2 separate regions of the Macaca mulatta genome follow, and region 1 is linked to region 2. The links are chromatin contacts, called in public Hi-C maps. All regions are on one chromosome and are shown on one strand. Each heading gives the region's core, a stretch centred on a gene start, on an enhancer-like site or on the middle of the called end of the contact. The rest is flanking DNA. Distances are from core to core; before and after follow the strand shown.

Region 1 (2,994 bases), core at 371-2,870, 100 kb before region 2:
CGCCCATGCCCCTGCAACATCACTCAGAGCAACACCCAGGCCTGTTCCCAGGCCGCCTGCAGGGTCCTGCCCACTCCTCCCCCAGGGAGCTGCCAGGGATGCTGGGGTGCGCCTCCAGGCTCTGAGTGGCCTGTGATGGGGATGCCTGCCTTGGACCCCGACCTCATGCACAAGAGTGCACAGAGGAGCTATTCGGTGCCCAGAACCCCTTAAGTGGGGCAGCCTCAGGAATGTGAGGTTCCATGGAGAAACCCCCAACACACCCCATCATGAGGATTCTGTACCCTCCCTGGGGGCTTTTCTAGCAGTGGCTGGCCCAGAGGGCATGGTGGGCAGAGAGCTCAGGGCCAGAGAGCGCTCAGCAGGAGATCCGACGCCTGGCAAAAGAAACTGAGGCACTGAGAAAAGGCAGGCCAGGGGGTCTGCCCAGAGCCACGGCCTCCACGCAGGTTGCCGTCCAAACGGGACTCGGGGGAAGTGAAGGTGCTGCTTGAAGCGGTCACCCCAGGACAGCAGCATAAACTAGGCCGCAGGGCCCCTAGGGTCTCCTCACCCTGAGAACGTCACCTTCCAAACCAAGGCCCCTGGAGCCGGTACGGCTGCCCACCCTACAGGCGGTTTCTGGGTTTTTAGGCTACAGTACTTTCTCACGCTCGTGCTCGGTCCCCCGGGGGAGAGTACAGCGAGGGGTACTGGCCTCATTAGCAGGGTCTGGCAGCCTCCCTGGCTGGGTAGGGAGTTGGTGTTTTATTTTTAAGGCTTCCACTTACTCAAAGGAGCCCCGTAAATGGCTGGGAGTGGCACACAGATTTCAACAGAAACCCAGGGGAAGTTGGGGGAGAGACAAAGTACGGCTGCATGGTGCTCCAGCGGGGCCCCTCCAAACCCTGGGGACAGAGAAGAGAGATGTTCCCAGAGCTGTAAGCAGGGATGGCCAGCCCCCGGGGGACGGAGGGAGCCGACACCTCCTGCCTCAGAGCCCCCATATGAGCATCCGGCCATGGCGGAGCCTGAGTTAGTGCGTGACACGCGGCTGCCACTCTGTCTAGGAATGACAGCCGCCTCTCCTCACCTCCTTTTCCAGAACACTAACTCCTCATAGAGACCACGACTGTGCAGGGCAGATCCTGGAAATCTAGGCCAGGCAGAAGCTTCACCACACAAGGGGCCGGTGCGGGGATGGGGAGGGGAGGAGGGGAGGAGGGGAGGAGGGGAGGAGGGGAGGAGGGGAGGAGAAGAGGGGAGGAGGGGAGGAGGGGAGGAGGGGAGGAGGGGAGGAGGGGAGGAGGGGAGGAGGGGAGGAGGGGAGGTGGCGGTCAGCGCTGCAGGGCCCGACCAATTCTGACCTGCTGCTGGACGGGGATGCCCTGCATGGGGCACGTCCGAGCTGGGTGGAAAGTGCAGAGGACAGAGCACGGCCTGGTCTGCACCTCCAACCTGGCGGCCGGCCATTTACAACGGCCCTGAGCCTGCCCCATGGACAGGCGGTCCCAGTGGCCGGCCCCCTTCAGCCCCTGCCCGCCGCTGAGCCACCAGCTGCGTGCTTAGCTGGGTGCCATGGCAACAGCACTATGGAAACACCCAGCTGAAAGCATTTAAGACCCACAGAACGCTCCCACTTAGTCACCCTGGGCTGAACGGCCCCGTGATCAGAGAAGACAAAAGTGATCAGAACACATCTCATCTCTCCACAGCATGCGGTGACTCAGAGTGGGGGAGGGGCGTTCCGGAAAAAACCAAGGCGGCTTTGGTTTACCTCACCCGCCACGGCTGCTGCAGCTTTCCCACGTTCCTTAAAAATCGCATGCGGCCCCCCAGGTCCCCTGTAGCGTATGAATGAGAACGTAATTCTTGGCCTTCAGCTGTCACCATGGGCAACACTTACTCGAAAGGATGCGGCAGCAGACCGGTCAGCTGTGGTGTGTGGGGTGAGAATCAGCTGCCTCAAGTAGCACGTGGTCACTGGCCACCTGCTGGCTGCAGCCAGTGGCTGCTTCAAAACCCGCTGACCAGGCCTCCCGGGCTGACAGGCACAGTACCCAGACAGAGGAGGGAGGGCAGCCATGGCAGGTGGTTCAGGAGACGGGAGGGCCCTCAAATCTCACGTTGAACACATGTGCTCTGAGCAAGGCCCGGGCTGGGCTGAGCAGAGGGTGAGCCGCACCCTCCGGCCCTGGTGGCAGGTGGAAAAGCTGGTTATTCCACTCCCCGGGGAAGGCATTACAGGAAGATCCTCAGGAAGGGAGCTCTTTGACAGGATCAGGGATCCATGAGCCCTGAGGGTCCCCATTTTCCTGGGAAAAAGGCCCAGAGCTTTCAGCAGATTGGCAAAGGGTGCCCAGGAACAACAGGTCCCAACAGACCCATAGCTTGCTATTGGGATGGACAGTCTGGTGAGCACATGCCCATGGGCACAGGAGAGAGCAGGCTGCTGATGTCCACACGGGTGGGCTGGACACACAAACGGGCTGGAGGACCACAGACCAAGCTGTCCCCAAGACCCAGCAAAGGGTGGCAAGATGCAGGAGAAGTGGGGGCTAAGATGCCCGAGTGGCCCAGCCCTGAGGCTTGGGGAAGCGGACTGCTCGACCCCTGGCTGCCCTGGCCCCGGGGACACTGAGGGTCTCCGCGTCAGCTGCGGGTGTAGAAGCCCTGAGAGGGCTCCATGGCTGCTGGCTCCTCACGCCCACTTTTCCTGGTAAGGCCCCTCAGTGATGTTACTCCAGAGAAACACGGCTACACGGCTGTCCTCACGGGGGGCCTGGCCACAAACAGCCTTTAGCTCTGAAGAGCTTTGCTAAAACGAGGACGGGCTTCACCCCCCTGCACATCGCCAGACTCCACGCTGGCGATCGCTGGCCCTGCTATTATCGTCTCTGAAGATCTGAACGAGGGTGCTTTGTCTCTGCTGTGTTAATTATACACCCCTTTAAATAGCACGCATCTCTCCCCTTTCTCAGACCTCAATCCAGGCTATGGCCTGGCACACCCAGA
Region 2 (2,839 bases), core at 41-2,540:
CCGGAACTGAGTCCTTAAAGGGAGGGGAGGGAGTGCCCTGGGGCTGCCAGGGTAGGTGGAGGGCGGACGATGGAGGCTGGGCCCAGCTGTCTTACAGGCAGCTCGGGACGGTGCCCAGTGCTGTGCCCATCTTCTCCAGGGACAAACGTGCCCGTTGTTTCTTTTCATAGCTTATGGACTCAGATGCCAAGGTAAGATCCCCTTTTTCATTTGCATTCACTTCTCTTTTAGTATAAAATTATTTCTGTTGCACAAAATTTAGAAAAGAAAGCATCCGAAAAAGCTAGCCCTGCTCCCATTTCGGGGTGTCTTTCATTTCACGTTTATCCCGTTACAAAAATGGACTATTCTTAACCTGCCGTGTCCCTGACATGCCAAGCGATTCCTTATCCTACAGAAGCTAACTTTCACATGGGAACAGGCACCACCACCGGCCCGGCTGTGCCCCGGGGAGTCAGTCTGGAGTCGCCGCAAACAAACGCGCCAAACACGGTAACACGGTGGTCCTGCACCCAGGCGCTGCGGAAACCCGGCAGGACCCCGGCAGGCGTTCGGCGCACCTGGCGGCCGCTCCTCGGACCAGGGCAGACTTCCTTCCAGTCCTGGCCTGGATGGGGCGAGGGAGAGGGGATGGCCCCGCACGGCCTCGCGAAGCCGGGAGCACCGAGGGGGCTCCGGCCCAGGGCACCAGGGGGCAAATGAGCCGAGGGACGTGGGCGGGGGCAGCGACTCCGGGAGAGCCGGGACCCCCGGGGCCGGGACCTGCTCCTGCGGGCCCAGAGCCAGGGAAAGCCCAGCGCCGCGCGGACCCCACGGCCAGGCCGCCAGGCTGTGGCCAAGCCCCGAACGCCGGCGTCGAATCCCGCAGTCACCGGCCGCGCCCACCCCGGCGGGGCTCGCAGAGGCGGACGCGCGGGCCCGGGGGAAGTCGGCAGCCACGGCGCCGCGCAGGAGACCCCGGCCCGAGGCCCCGCGGGCGAGGAGGACGCAGGGCGGAGAGGCCGAGTGGCCCGGCTGCGCGCCGCGCCTCAGTTTCCCCACCCGAACGCGGGGGGCCGAGGGCGCGGGGCTCTTCCGGCCCCGCCGCCCGCCCCGGCCCTGGCCCCGGGCCCGGGTCCTCACCAGGATGGCCTTGTCCTGCTCCGTGACACGGCTCTGCTTCTTGCGGCCGAACAGGTTGCCCATGGCGGCGCCCGCCCCCGGCCCCGGCCCCGGCCCCGGCCCCGGCCCCGGCCCCGGCTCCGGCCCCGGCTCCGGCCCCACCGAGTCCAATCGCTACCGCCGCCTCACGGCCACCGTAGCTCGGATCCTCCCGCTACGGCGGCCGCGCCGGGCCAGGCGCCGCGGAACGCGAAGTCCGAGCACCTCCCCCGGCCGCGCGCCGTTGCCGCGGGTTCGAAACCACAGACCGCCGGTCTTGGCGACCGCCGCGAACACCGCGGCCTCCTTGGACCCGTACAGAGAAGTGGCACGGATACCTGGATGTTAGGGCCCGGGATGTTCTAAATGACGTGTTTCCGTGCACCCTTCTGGTGCAGGTGAAGGGGAAAATTTCTTATCTCCTAATTAGATGGAATCCTTTTAGATTAACATAATTCAGCCTCCTCAGGCTTTCAGGAATCTTGTGCAGGAATGACTGCCCCCACTGGTTCTGAACACAAAATGCTGCATTTAGTGATGTGATAGCTAACATTTTGCACTTTCTTTTTATTTTTTACTTTTTTTTCAAGATGGAGTCCTGCTCTGTCGCCCAGGGTGGAGTGCAGGGGCACGATCTCGGCTCACTACAACCTCTGCCTCCCAGCTTCAGGTGATTTTGCTTCCTCAGTCTCCTGAGTAGCTGGGACCACAGATGCCTGCCACCACGCCTGGCTAATTTTTGTTAGTAGAGACAGGGTTTCACCATATTGGCCAGGCTGGTCTTGAACTCCTGACCTTGTGATCCATCCACCTCGGCCTCCCAAAGTGCTCGGATTACCGGCGTGAGCCACCACGCCTGGCCGTTTGGCACTTTAAAGTGTTCCCTGAAATGCACCCAGCAGCGCCCCTTCACCCAGCCTTTCAGCCCTGGGATCTCCCCTCTTCTACTGCGCTGCTCCCTGTCTGTGGATCAGTGCCAGGAGGAGCCCAGCATGGCCAGGCTCAACTTCTCCTTCCAAGGAATCATGGCTGCGTCCCCGACAGAAGCATTCTTCCCTGGGTGGCTAAGAAACATGTGAAGGGGGATAAGGAATAAAAGGGAGAAGCTACCCGCTTCCAGCCCCTGGTTCCCGCCTGAGTATCCTGGCTGTGGTTCCCCAGCGTTCACTAAGTGTCATAGAAAAGCACTCAGCCGAGGATGGCTTGAGGCCAGGAGTTCAAGACCAGCCCGGCAACATAGCAAGACCCCATCCCTACAAAAAATATAACAAATAACATCAAAAGGAGAATAATTATCACCTGTTCCAAACCTTTGGACTCCAGAAGGTGAGGGGGCCCCTGAATTTTTGTGGGGTTCATCTCCCACCCTCTGATTTGTCTCACTAAGACATCTGCAGTCCTTTTTCCTTGGTGTCCATGGGGACATTGGGATAAAAAAAAGACTTGCTACTCCCTGCTCCTCATGTATGGGGAAGAGCTAGGTAGAGAAGGCGTGGTCCCTGGCTAGGGATTCCCCCACCGCCTGTGCCCACAAACCTGGGTGAGGACAGGGATTTTTGTTCTCCTGCCCAAATGTTGCATTTCCAGAGACCACCCTGGCCTGCCACGCCCCCATCCTGTGCCTGTAAAATCCCCAGGACTCTAGCCGACAGACACACAAGTGGCTGGACATCAAGAGCAACACATTGGCTGGACGTTG

Evidence for each region. A called contact is a pair of places that touch in the nucleus more often than the background predicts.
Region 1: a Hi-C map of fetal cortical plate shows a contact between it and region 2, with 3 times the contacts expected there. The contact joins the enhancer-like site here to the promoter of CHMP6 in region 2. A contact is called at or near these places in 4 of 14 Hi-C or Micro-C datasets (CD4 T cells, fetal cortex germinal zone, fetal cortical plate and 1 more).

The regions. Positions count from the first base shown.
Region 1 is chr16:90,783,492-90,786,485 of T2T-MMU8v2.0, reverse strand. The region is part of intron 8 of BAIAP2 (BAR/IMD domain containing adaptor protein 2); the gene reads right to left. Among named protein-coding and RNA genes, the nearest start is that of MIR338, 30 kb to the left of the region's middle. Within about 2 kb of position 1,620, at least 25 of the 40 cell types and tissues checked have an H3K27ac peak or open chromatin away from gene starts, as enhancers often do. A contact at or near this core is called in CD4 T cells, fetal cortex germinal zone and fetal cortical plate, where this site is marked.
Region 2 is chr16:90,682,499-90,685,337 of T2T-MMU8v2.0, reverse strand. CHMP6 (charged multivesicular body protein 6) reads right to left here and starts at 1,290. Exons shown (of 9, transcript XM_077973373.1): 1 at 1,253-1,290; 2 at 1,123-1,222. The coding sequence starts at 1,185. It overlaps LOC144336072 (a long non-coding RNA gene), which reads left to right and starts at 50. Exons shown (of 3, transcript XR_013407494.1): 1 at 50-191; 2 at 1,731-1,810; 3 at 2,728-2,839.